Regions from separate parts of the Mus musculus genome. Here regions 1 and 2 are each linked to region 3. The links are chromatin contacts, called in public HiChIP or PLAC-seq and promoter capture Hi-C maps. All regions are on one chromosome and are shown on one strand. Each heading gives the region's core, a stretch centred on a gene start, on an enhancer-like site or on the middle of the called end of the contact. The rest is flanking DNA. Distances are from core to core; before and after follow the strand shown.

Evidence for each region. Promoter capture Hi-C pulls out the DNA fragments that hold promoters and counts their contacts. HiChIP or PLAC-seq counts read pairs in DNA pulled down with a chosen protein or histone mark.
Region 1: a contact with region 3 is called in an H3K4me3 HiChIP or PLAC-seq map of embryonic forebrain, with 5 times the contacts expected there. The contact joins the enhancer-like site here to the promoter of Hoxa4 in region 3. A contact is called at or near these places in 2 of 39 promoter capture datasets (cranial neural crest and hippocampal neurons), 2 of 115 datasets of contacts at active chromatin or transcription factors (differentiating embryonic stem cells and embryonic forebrain) and 1 of 9 other capture datasets (embryonic stem cells).
Region 2: a promoter capture Hi-C map of epiblast stem cells shows a contact between it and region 3, with 16 times the contacts expected there. The contact joins the enhancer-like site here to the promoter of Hoxa4 in region 3. A contact is called at or near these places in 10 of 39 promoter capture datasets (cranial neural crest, embryonic stem cells, epiblast stem cells and 6 more), 9 of 484 Hi-C or Micro-C datasets (Kupffer cells, bone marrow-derived macrophages, cardiomyocytes and 5 more), 20 of 115 datasets of contacts at active chromatin or transcription factors (bone marrow-derived macrophages, craniofacial prominence, differentiating embryonic stem cells and 13 more) and 1 of 9 other capture datasets (pancreatic islet).

Annotation. Positions count from the first base shown.
Region 1 is chr6:51,004,065-51,007,985 of GRCm38.p6, reverse strand. The region is part of intron 2 of Gm46959 (a long non-coding RNA gene); the gene reads right to left. Among named protein-coding and RNA genes, the nearest start is that of Gm46959, 4.5 kb to the right of the region's middle. Within about 2 kb of position 1,610, at least 37 of the 459 cell types and tissues checked have an H3K27ac peak or open chromatin away from gene starts, as enhancers often do. A contact at or near this core is called in embryonic forebrain, where this site is marked.
Region 2 is chr6:51,171,021-51,174,905 of GRCm38.p6, reverse strand. No RefSeq gene overlaps it. Among named protein-coding and RNA genes, the nearest start is that of Gm32328, 6.5 kb to the right of the region's middle. Within about 2 kb of position 1,470, at least 182 of the 459 cell types and tissues checked have an H3K27ac peak or open chromatin away from gene starts, as enhancers often do. A contact at or near this core is called in Kupffer cells, bone marrow-derived macrophages, craniofacial prominence and 7 more, where this site is marked.
Region 3 is chr6:52,189,575-52,193,116 of GRCm38.p6, reverse strand. It overlaps Hoxa4 (homeobox A4), which reads left to right and starts at 1,414. Exons shown (of 2, transcript NM_008265.4): 1 at 1,414-1,939; 2 at 2,429-3,435. The coding sequence starts at 1,429. The coding sequence ends at 2,775. The region is part of intron 2 of Hoxa3 (homeobox A3); the gene reads left to right. LOC115490409 (a long non-coding RNA gene) reads right to left here. Exons shown (of 2, transcript NR_168044.1): 2 at 57-592.

The sequences.
Region 1 (3,921 bases), core at 361-2,860, 1.2 Mb after region 3:
TGTTAGTCTGCACACAATGATCCATTAACACACAGACTCAGATTCCTGAAGAAAGCTCCCTCTTGAATCTAGCTGGCATGGGGAATAGCTTTGCCAGATCACTGGGGGCCTATTGGTCTTGGAGTCCTCAAGAGGTTGGGCCCATGTCACAACACAGGTCTGCACAAGCCTTCACTAGCTCTGCTTTCTGCACTTCCATATCACCCGTCGCTCATGAACGTTCTTTGTTACTGAGGAAGGAGGTGCCATTTTTTCAGTGGTGTGGCCATGGGCACTGAAGTAGGAAAACAGAACTTTGGAGGTATGTGTGGTGACTGAGTGTTTGAAGGACCCATAGCTTTCATACCCTGGCCGACATCCTCCTGATGGTCCCAGGGCACCTCATAAGTACAGTCACCATGGAGTAGTCCCATTCTACCTGAGCACTGGTCCTAAGACTTTGAGACAAGGGCAGAAAGGTACCCAAGAGGGAAGGGCCTTGCTCATGCATAAGGTTATTTTGGGGTGAACTTCAGCTGTTTGTGGGCAAATTACTGTGATCCTTTCTACATTAGTCCTTTATCTGTAAAAAGAAATGTGGCAATAGGCAGAACCACAGCCTAACATTTGGTATGCATTTTGTGTAGAGCCTGAGAAACCAAACCAAAGGCATATCTCAGTGTGACTGTACAGTCTTGCACGGTTTAGGCAAAGCCACATACAATAAGGCATGAGGTTCTTATAACACAAAAATAAATGTCTGTGAGCACATTTAGATATACTATAGGTACTGGGGGTGTGGGGGTGGGTGCAGGGGAGTGGCAGGCAGAAACAGCCAGCAGCCTTTCTCTTTCAAACAGGGCAAAACTTGAAAATCAAGGAGCTAGCCTGGAGCCATGGAAGACCTGTGAGGGACTGCCATGAAGCCAACAGTTCCAGGACGATGGAACTCTCAGGGAGGCAGGCCAGGCCAGTGGCTGTTTGGTATGTCTGGTTTCATCAGCTTCATTAGCTCCAGCATATTATTCTAAAAAATAGGAAGCCTGTGGTGGTGTGTAGTCCCAAGAGGAGGATATGCTTGCTACATTGTACATATGTGTAGGTGCCACACCTCAGGCCAGGCCCTCAGACCGTTATTATGTGTCAAGAAGTGAGTCCTAAAATATTGGCTGGCTCCAGAGAAAACAAATTTGCCATCTTGTGAGCTTATTTTTTTTTCTTTCCTCCTTTCTTTCTTTTAAAGACTAAATAAAATTAACTGCTTCCTACTAAATACTTGATTTACATCACATTTTGAATTTCCCATCATGTGAAGGGATTAATTTTTTCCCTAAGAGCAATGAAAATAACGGGCAGAAGCCAACAAAACAGTTCTTTGTGCAAGCTCCATTTATTTCTGCGGTCTGAAGGCCTTTTCGATTTCCTCGCACACAGAGAGAATCCCTCCTCGGCATGTCAAAATAGGGTCTTTTCAAACAACTCTGACACTGTGGGATTTCCCCTTCACTAGACACCCTTCCTTTTTCTCTCCTTGCCTTTCCTTCAGAGCGTTAAGAGTCTATGTGATGGTGTCGCCACTGAAGCTCTGTGTTTCAGGGACATCTTATTGAGCGGCTCAGCTTCAGCAGTGATGTCATCGCTCCCGGGTTGGGTATTGGAGAAGGATTAATGAAAACAAAAGGTTAGCCCTTTCCAGTCCTGGTTGGGGCCATGTTGTCTCGGTTTTGATCATTTGCCCCAAATTAAGATTTCTGACGAAAGCCCTCATGTCCATGCTTGGCTGGCAGTTTTATGGCTGACCAAAGTGTGTCCTGGCCAGGGTTCTGGTTGGCTGTGTGTTTATACAGGCTGTTAATCAGATGGGGAGGGGGTGGCCAACCTGGAGGCCGTGAGCAGAGCCACCCCATGTGCTGTTGTTATGCCTGCACTTTGTTACTACAAATTACATAATGACATGTTACATTTCAAAGTGTATTTTTACTTCAGGGAAAATTAAGTCAGTAAACAAACAACGCTGAGTTGGGAGGAGGTGCGGGGGGGGGGGGGGGGAGAAGGAAAGGAAAAGAAAAAAAAGGCCCCTGGTTTGCAGGTCTTCCTCCTAGAGAAGGCTCTTAATTAAACTGTAGCTATAAACAAATCGTTGTTTTATTGAAAAGAGAACCATCGAGTATAAAAGCTATTTTTAAAATTAGGATGTGAACAATTTCTGGACAGGGGTCTGGGCCGTGTTTTGGATTTTATGATCTGTACAAAATGAACGGGCCAGCTTGTGTGGCAATGGGAGGCTTGCAATTTTTGATTGCTAATCCCTCTTGAATGTGGCGGCTGCTGCTTTGCTTGAGTGGAGCCTGTAAACACCAGAATTGTTGTAGTGTTTCCAGGTACTAATTCAAGCAAAACTGCTTCATGCAAGTGTGGAATTGCCAACTGTGGAACTTGGGGGCTCATTTGTACAATATCTGCCCAATATTTGAAAGACTTCAAAGCTTAAAACAAAACAAAACAAAACAAAACAAAGCAAAACCTATAGCCCTCCAGATCAACTTCTAAACTGCTCACAGCCTACCTGTGAACTCAACGTACATTCTTTTCTGTGAGCTATTGAAATAAAGTCTGTGTTCAGGATCCAGGGTTACAAGGAATCTCTTTTGGGGCAGTGGTCACACTCATATATTATTCAATTACATGTGTATGTATTTGTCCAAACTCTTTCAGCATAAACTATGTTACCAGATGACAATGTGTCCTCGCTTTCTTTTTGCTACCTACATGGAGGAATGAGAAGGACACATACTAAACTGCATTAACAGTGAACCATTGGACCAAATCTAACCGATCTGAAGCCTGTGGCTTTCAGTTCACTCGGCTTGAAGTCTCTGGGTTTGCTCAGGTGTTTCCTTGTCACTGGGAATAGCAGCCACCCAGGAAATGGCTGGATGACAGATGGGCCCTATGGTATTTTATAAATATTTCTTAGGCCAAGTTATGGTGAGGCGATAATTTATCAGCACAATGCATGGAACTAACAATCACAAACTGATCCAAAGAGATGAGCTAAGCCTTCTTGCTCAGTTTATTTTTAGACTCAAGAGGTTGGAAACAACAGAGTTTTGAACTTTATAGTTAAAAGTTCAGACTTCCAAACACATGGAGAAAAGGAAGAAGGGGCCACAAAGTGATGGGTGTATATTGTACATTTTTTGTGGGTAAAAGGGACCATCTTGAACAATGTCATTTTCTAGCAATATGCAAATGTCCAAGTCATCCCACTCTCTCTTATTTTAAGGCAAAATCATGCTTTTCCTCTCATTTTTAACTCTTAAACGTCCATTTGAATAAGGAATTCAGATTATTTTGTTATTTATGAAAGTACTCAAGCTTGACCCAAATTGATCAAAAAAAAAAAACTTTTCAAAAGGTTTTGCTTGCAACTGTAGGCATCTCAGTCTAAGAACTGTCAGGGTTACTCTCGTGCTACATGACCTTGACTTAGAAGGTCAGTAAAACATTTTCAGTGTTGCCTGAGCTTTTGTTCACTGTTATCAAACAAAGAACAGCTCCATGAGAGAGTTGGGTATTATTTCAGGGCTTTTGTGCTAGGAACAATTAACCTAATATGAAAGACAGTGGTTCGAGATATTATATCAGAATTACTTCATAAATGAAGACATGTTATCTTTATTCTAGCTTTTGTGTTGAGCCAGCGTCTGAAGACATAGATGGAGTCACCATGACTTGCTGAATGAATTTGTGAGAAGGGAAATGCAAGGGACAACAGTGACAAAGGTTCTTTGCCCCTTATCTCTGATTGGGTAGTCTGAATTTCCCCAGGTTGGCAGCATCTCTCTTCTGCCCACTTCACTGCCCAGAGCACGGCTCAGCAATGCCAGAGCTCCTTTGTGCAAATCCAGATATGTAAAAAGAGGCTGAAGGCAGAAGGAA
Region 2 (3,885 bases), core at 221-2,720, 1.0 Mb after region 3:
GTTCCTCCTCGCGCACCTGGCCAGTCCTGCACAGTGGCCCAGGTCCAGAATTCGCCATCAGGAGACGCAAGCCCGCCTGGGTTTAAACCCGGCTCTGCTACCGGAAGTCATTTGATAAATCTCAGGCTGGCATTTCTAATCTTTGCGGCTCCTCAGTTTTGCAAATCTTTAAACAAGCTGTAACCTCCTTCAAACAGCGCGCCAGACAGACAACCCCCAGGGTCAGACAGAATGCATCTGCACTCCACTTCCTCCAAGGTCAGGCCCGCACCTCTTCCAGCACCTTTCTGTCTGCTGATTCCCGTGCACTCATCCCGCAGCCCAAAACCCAGGAATGTCTCCCACCCTGGAGGCCCAGGTCTGAGCACAGGAGACTCATCGAGCCCCTGGGGGCAGACCAGGGGGAGAGTACCCTCCGGGCAAGATCAGCGAGGTGGGGGTTGGTCGAGTGATTTATGGTGCTTATCAACGTTTTAGGAAGCAGAAATTAACCTGAGGAGGATTAGGCCCCGAGCTTTGAAGTGCGTTGTTTTGTTTTCCTCCCGTCCACTCCCAGGATCAAACAGTTCCTGTTCCTTCCATCGCTCTCCTCCTACTCCGGTTGTCTCTTCTCCCCTCGCCTATGCCCTAACAAGCCCTTTTGCATTGTTTTTCTTAATTTCAAATAGAAATCTTTTGACACTAGCTACCGAGTTCCTGTCAGTGGTCTAGAAACAGAAAGACCCCTCCCCCATCCCTGTCCTCCGGGAATAGTGTTTAACGTTTGAACATCCACTTTCTGTTTGGGAGATCAGAGGTAGCAAATCTGTAACTCTTCTTTTCTTTGGCACTTTCTTCCCATCCAAAGCCCTTAGCCTAGTCCCCCAGGGAGGCTGGCCTTCCCGGGAAGAGGGCTAGGTTGAGGTGCTTGGCCTTCATCTCTGGGCGAGTGCTAACTTCGCTTAGCTCATCACACCTCCGGGTAGTGCGGATTCCTGGATGGTCCTCTTAGCTCTCCAGTCTTCCAGGGCCCGGGACTGTGGGGTGCTCTTTCCACGCTGCTCTTTATTCCCCCCTCCCCGACATTCAAGCTTCCGAGCGGAATCGTCTCCCGCAGTTCTTTCCCGGAGGCGCTAGTTGAAAATGCAATTTCCTTGGGGGGGTGGGGGTGGGGGGAGAGTGGAGAGGCAGGGGGTGTGGTCCGGCTGAGAGTAAAACAGAAACTCGGTTTGTTTGGGGTTCTGAAACCATCCATGTTTTATTGCATCCGCCTCAGAGTCAACTAAGACTTAATGAGCATCCAGGCGGGAAAAGCACAAGGAGATTTGCTCGGTGCTCGGGAGGGGACCTGAGTGAGGGGAGTCTGTTTACTTTCTCTTGCAACTAGAGGTTGCAACATCTTCCCCAAATGGCTCCTTCTAGTGCCGGGGGTATAGACAGGCAAGTCAAAAGGCATCAGGTTTCAGCTCTCTGAGTAATCCAAGATCATTCAGCCAAGAAGACCTTCGAAGTTGGCCCTGTCTACAGCTTGTAATGAAAAGGGTAATCTGTCGTGTAATGAAAAACAGTACCCACAAAACAAACCAGTCTCCGACGGCCTTCCACCTCGCACCACTCTACCCTAAAACCCGCCAGTGACAAATATTACTATCCAGTTCCACCCCCAAAAGAGGAAGCAGTAGATCTTCCTCTTAATAACTTCCCAAAGTGTTACAAATAATAAAAGGGGCGCATAAATCATCGCCCAAGCGACTCAATGCGGACCACGAAGGATTTACTTCTCTTGAGCCTTAGCTTCCAATCGCTCTCTCATTGGTTTATTTCTCGAAGTCCGCCCCCAGATCCATGCTCTTATTGGTCAATATGGCAGGGTGACGAGTAGAAAGGGCGTGGGGTTGGTGGGAGGCTGGATTTTTCCAGTGCGCAAGCGTTCTAGGGTGTGCGGGTGTGATTGACAGCCAGGGGGAAACAAGTGCGCGTGCGTGGATGAGTGAGCCAGTCAGAGACACACAGAGACAGAGACACACAGAGACAGAGACACATAGAAAAAAGAAAGAGGGAGAGGGATGGAGAGAGAAAGAGAGAGAGAGAGAGAGAGAGAGAGAAAGGAAGGGGGGGAGAGAAAGAAAGAAATGAGGTGTAAGGAGAAGGAAGAGAGCTAAGGTGAAAGAGACCTATGGCGAGGTGGTGGGTGCTGACACTGGTGGGGTGCAGTCCTAGCTGCAGGCATTTCCCGCTGAGTCAGATTGTTGTGCCCGGTCCTCCACAGATCCTCTAGGAGGGCCTGGAAGGGATTCACTGAGGACGGTCTTCACCAGGCTAACTGTTGGTAGGGAGTAAAGAGAAATAGGAGGCTTGCTTTCCTCTAGGAATCCACTTAAAATCGCCAGAAGTTTATTTTTATAGCCGTGTTATTCGTGCATTTCCGGAAAAGCACACAATTCAAGCCCTCAATGTCCCAGGTATCGTAGTCCTAGGCACTCCACTAATAGCCAGCATCACTCCAGCCCTGTGTGGCTTCTCACAAACACATCTGCCACAGCTCTCTAAGCGGCTTGTAATCGAAGAGGCCCGAGAAAAAGACACACTGTAAGAGTGCTTGGGTGGAAGGAAAAAAAATAAATAAAGAGGAAAAAAATACGTAAAGGAAGAAAATTAGAAAAGTGCAGCCACTAAAGAATAGTGACAGAAAAAAAACCAAACAAACAAATAAACAAACAAAACTACCCGCCCCATCCCCAAACATACGTACAAACAAAAAGACAAAACCGCGGAAGGACAAGTCCGCTCACTACTGAGTGGAAAATTTGGAAATCATTCCAGGACCGGCTTTATACAGAAGGATCAAACCCGGTTTGTGTAGATGCCTGTTAACGCCTGCTACAAAATTCTTGAGAGGCGAGGGCCGGTGTCTGCAGCTGCAGCCGCTGGGCCGCTGCCCGCTTGCATCCAAATTCCAGCGTCTGGAAGCGAGAGGCCCGGATTGTTTCCTCACTCCGGCCGGCCGCGGATTCCTTCCTGCACGTATTTTAGGGCAATAATAAACGCCTTGTGAAGCTGGGCATGTTTTAAATTACAATATTCCTGGAAGATCTAGTCGAGAATCTAAGTGTTTGGCTTTACGAATTTCTAAATTTAAAACTGTCCATGACTTCTTCACAGGCCCTACAGATTTTTTTTCCGTTAAAAAAAAAGTGTTTATGTGAGGAGAAATGTGCAAACAAAAGCATTCCAGTCTGTGAATGCACGGTAAATAAATACGGAGGAGAGGATGATCTAAGCGTGTCATTATTGATAAAGTAAAAAATGTTGTTTTAGATTCTCTTTTCTGTGTTTTTTCTTACGAAGCCAAGCTTTTAGCTTGCCTATGTACTGAAAGCAGTATTTTGTAAATACATTTATTTATAAATGTCATATTCATTTTTAATTTGACAATGATCATTTGTAACAAAAAATTGTTAGCTTAATTTTAGGAGTTTTATTATTCGTTTGACTACTTATTGATATTTTAAGCAGCAAACCTAAAATTAATAACCAAGGCTTTGATAGCTGCTTATTTTTGTTTCATTGAAAGTCCTTATTTTATTAGGTAGATATATAGCTGAATTAATTTTTGAAACGATGAGTAAAAACGATATTTTTCTTTCGCTTTGCTAGAGCAAAAGTATATTTTCATTCTTCTCCGTCCGACTCCTGCTCTTCTAGCAGCCACAGCAAACTGACAGGCTCCAGCCTGTTGGAGGACTAGTATGCAAATTTCGGATGATTGACACCTCTAGTGGAAACCAATCACGCTACAATAGGCTGCTGATTGGCTAACTATGGTCTGACGTATAATTGACGTTTTTAAAACATATTATCCAATCACAACAAGTCATGCAAATAAGTGAAGGAATCATATTACCA
Region 3 (3,542 bases), core at 165-2,664:
TGCAAAGGATCTAGGCGTGTCTGCTATTCAGAAGAAAGAAAGAGCACAATTCCAGGTACGAGTGAGGCATCAGTATTTACTTCAAAGATCAACATTAGGTGGAATTAATAAGTAATTTATTTGTTAATAATAATGGCATAATTAGTTTACCCATCAAATTTCAATTACCAAATGGCAGGCAACAGTCCCTTCTCTCTCCTTTCCAGAGCTACTGATATCGTTAAAATGCTAATTTTTCAGCAATCGCGGGCTGGTCTGTAAATATAGCCCTTGGTTTAGATCCTGCACGAGGAAACAGCATCCAAAAGGAGAAGGGAGGGAAAAGTTAGAAAAGACCGATTGACAATTAGACCAGGCAGGGTCTTATTGTATCTCAAACTTGTTTTTGTTTGGTGATTGTTCTGAAACGCGAAGTTACTGGATTCGAAGCCGGGTTTTGTGCAGGCGTCGTCTCTCTTCCCACTCTGGGGTGGAGGTCTCACAATAGCGCCTAATAAAGGAGGCACATTTAGCTCTCCTCAGCACCTCCATCAACTGCAATATAGGAAGGTTCCAAGTCTTTAAATGAAAAAATAATGTACAAATTCTGCGTCTGAAAGAAAAAAAGTAAAAATAAGTATCCACGAGGTTTTAGTGGATCGCCCTCGCTTGCTGTACTTCCTTGACCCGCTTGTTCAGCGGCCCTTCTACCCATCCTCCCTGTGCAGCTCCAGCCCTGGCTTCGCAAAGCAGGGACTCCCTAACAGCCGGGTGGATGTGTAGGGCGTGGACAAAGAATCAAAGGGCGAGAAAAATGGGTCCGTAGGCCTCCTTCGTTTTATTCCAGAGCTAGGATAAAAAGCCAGGGTCTGCCTCTTGGTCCCAGTGCCCTTCCCTCTCCTGGAGGGCCTCGAACCCTCGGAGGACCACCCGAAGCCTGGTTGGACTGGAGATCGGCGCTGAGTCGTGGCGACCAGCTGCCCAGAGGCCTAGGACAGACGTGGGCAGGAACAGGGCTCGAAAGGACCCGCAGTCTAACAGGCCCCAACTTCTCAGCCGGAACCCAAGTTGGGGGGCCCGAGGAACCCAAGCTCGCTTCTCCCACCCTGAAGGCTAGCAGCATCCATCACGCATCCCCCGCGCGTTTCCTGATCCGGGTCCGCGCGCGCGGATTTCCCATTGGCCGGATCGCAGCACGTGGGGCGCGGGGGCGGGGCGCGCAGGGCCACGGGGAGCGCGCGCGGGCGGGGGAGGAGCGGCGCGGACTTCGGCGGCGGCGACGGCGGGAGGGGGAGGGGCAGTCGTTTGACAGCGGGGGGAGGGGCGGGCGCCGGGGCCGGGGGGGGGGGGGGGGGGGGATGGGAAGCGCGGCGAGAGGGGGAGGGGCCTCGGCGAGCGCAGAAAAACGACACCGCGAGAAAAATTAGTATTTTTGCACTTCACAAATTAATGACCATGAGCTCGTTTTTGATAAACTCCAACTACATCGAGCCCAAGTTCCCTCCTTTCGAGGAGTTCGCCCCGCACGGTGGCCCGGGCGGTGGGGACGGCGCCGTGGGCGGGGGTCCCGGCTACCCGCGGCCCCAGAGCGCCCCGCACCTGCCGGCCCCGAACCCGCACGCGGCCCGCCAGCCCCCCGCTTACTACGCGCCGCGGGCGCGCGAGCCCAGCTACCCCGGGGGCCTGTACCCCGCGCCCGCCGCCGCCTGTCCCTACGCCTGCCGCGGGGCCAGCCCCGCGCGACCCGAGCAGTCCCCGGCCCCCGGCGCGCACCCCAGCCCGGCCCCGCAGCCCCCCGCGCCCCCTCGGCACTGCGCTCCCGGCCCCACCACCCCGGCTGTCGCGACGGGGGGCAGCGCCCCCGCGTGCCCGCTGCTGCTGGCGGACCAGGGCCCGGCGGGCCCGAAGGGCAAGGAGCCGGTGGTGTACCCCTGGATGAAGAAGATCCACGTGAGCGCCGGTATGTGGCGCCGCCGGGAGGGCAGCGGGCGTGGGGGCGCGGGGCAGGGCGCGGGAGGGGACCCCCATCTGGCCGGCGCTTTGGCTGTGGGTGTGTGCGCGCCGCCCGCAGCCTGGTCCTAACGTGAGAACCCTTTTGTACCCAGGGTCCCTTTATCCTGAGATTTACGAGACGCCAAACTGTTAGGGCAGTAATTATAGCCCCCATAAATTTAATTGCCCTGGCAGAGGCTCCCGGCCATGTGTCTTTGAAGCTTTTCTTCAGCCCCAAAGCCCAGCACCATTCTTTATGGCTCTCGGGTGTTTCCCGTTGTCAATAGCCTGTGAAACATTTTCTTTGCCTTTTTATGTATCTTGTGTGAACTTGGTGTCAGGTTATTATATAATGATGATGTCCGATTGCTCTTCCCCACCCTATCTCCTCTCTCCTCCCCTCCTCCTCTTCTACTTCTTCCTCTTTGGCCTTCTCTTTCGGGGTTCTGGTGTTCAGTCAACTCCAGTTATAACGGAGGCGAACCTAAGCGCTCTCGAACCGCCTATACCCGGCAGCAAGTCTTGGAACTGGAGAAGGAATTCCACTTTAACCGCTACCTGACCCGGCGGCGCCGCATCGAGATCGCCCACACGCTCTGCTTGTCGGAGCGCCAGGTCAAGATCTGGTTTCAGAACCGGAGAATGAAGTGGAAGAAAGACCACAAACTTCCCAACACCAAGATGCGATCTTCCAACACTGCCTCGGCCCCTGCCGGCCCGCCTGGGAAAGCACAAACTCACAGCCCACACCCCCATCCCCACCCTCTCCCTGGTGCTTCCACACCCATTCCCTCCTCCATATAATCTAGAGACCTGGATCAGTTTCTCTCACTTATGTGCCCTACTCATCTCCTGCTCCTGTCCTCATCTGCTCTTCCCTAAGTAAACCCGAGACACCAAAACAAAATCCAACTTGCTGGAAACCATAACCAAAAAGAAGACATTATCCCTGGTTGGTGTGACCCCTCCAAGAGGACGTCTGTCCTCGTCCTCGTTACTGCTTAGTGGAACAACCTGCTGACCTGGACAACTTTGCCAGGATTGGACACCTGTAAGAAAGCACTGGCCATCGACTACCTTTGAGTCAGCCAGACAGCACGTGCTGACTGGGGACATGTACTTGTATGCAGAAGAAGCAGGCCGGTTCCCAGCTTCCCAGCTTTCTAACCTTCCTTCCTCTTCTGCGTTAAGGCAGCTCACATGAGCTTTACTGAGTAGACTTTGTGGACCTCACCAGATTATTTAATTTTCAAAGTGTGTAGACCTTGATGGTAGGTGTGGCATGTAGTTTCCTCTCCTTGCATTTATTTAAGATACTGTTAGAGAGATATTGTTGTCTTATACTGGGGCACAGCGTTGGGGAGAGGGAAATGCATTTAGACTCACTTACAACTGTACAGAGAGATATGGTTGTATAAAGAGGAATGTGCTAAGAATAAACTTCAGTTTATAAGACATTAAAAACCTAAGAGACAGATTTGTGTGTGTTCTAAGCTTAAAAACCAAACCAAACCAAACTACCCCAAGCCTCCTCTTGGTTGAGATACTTGACCTAGTGCGCAGAAGCCTTG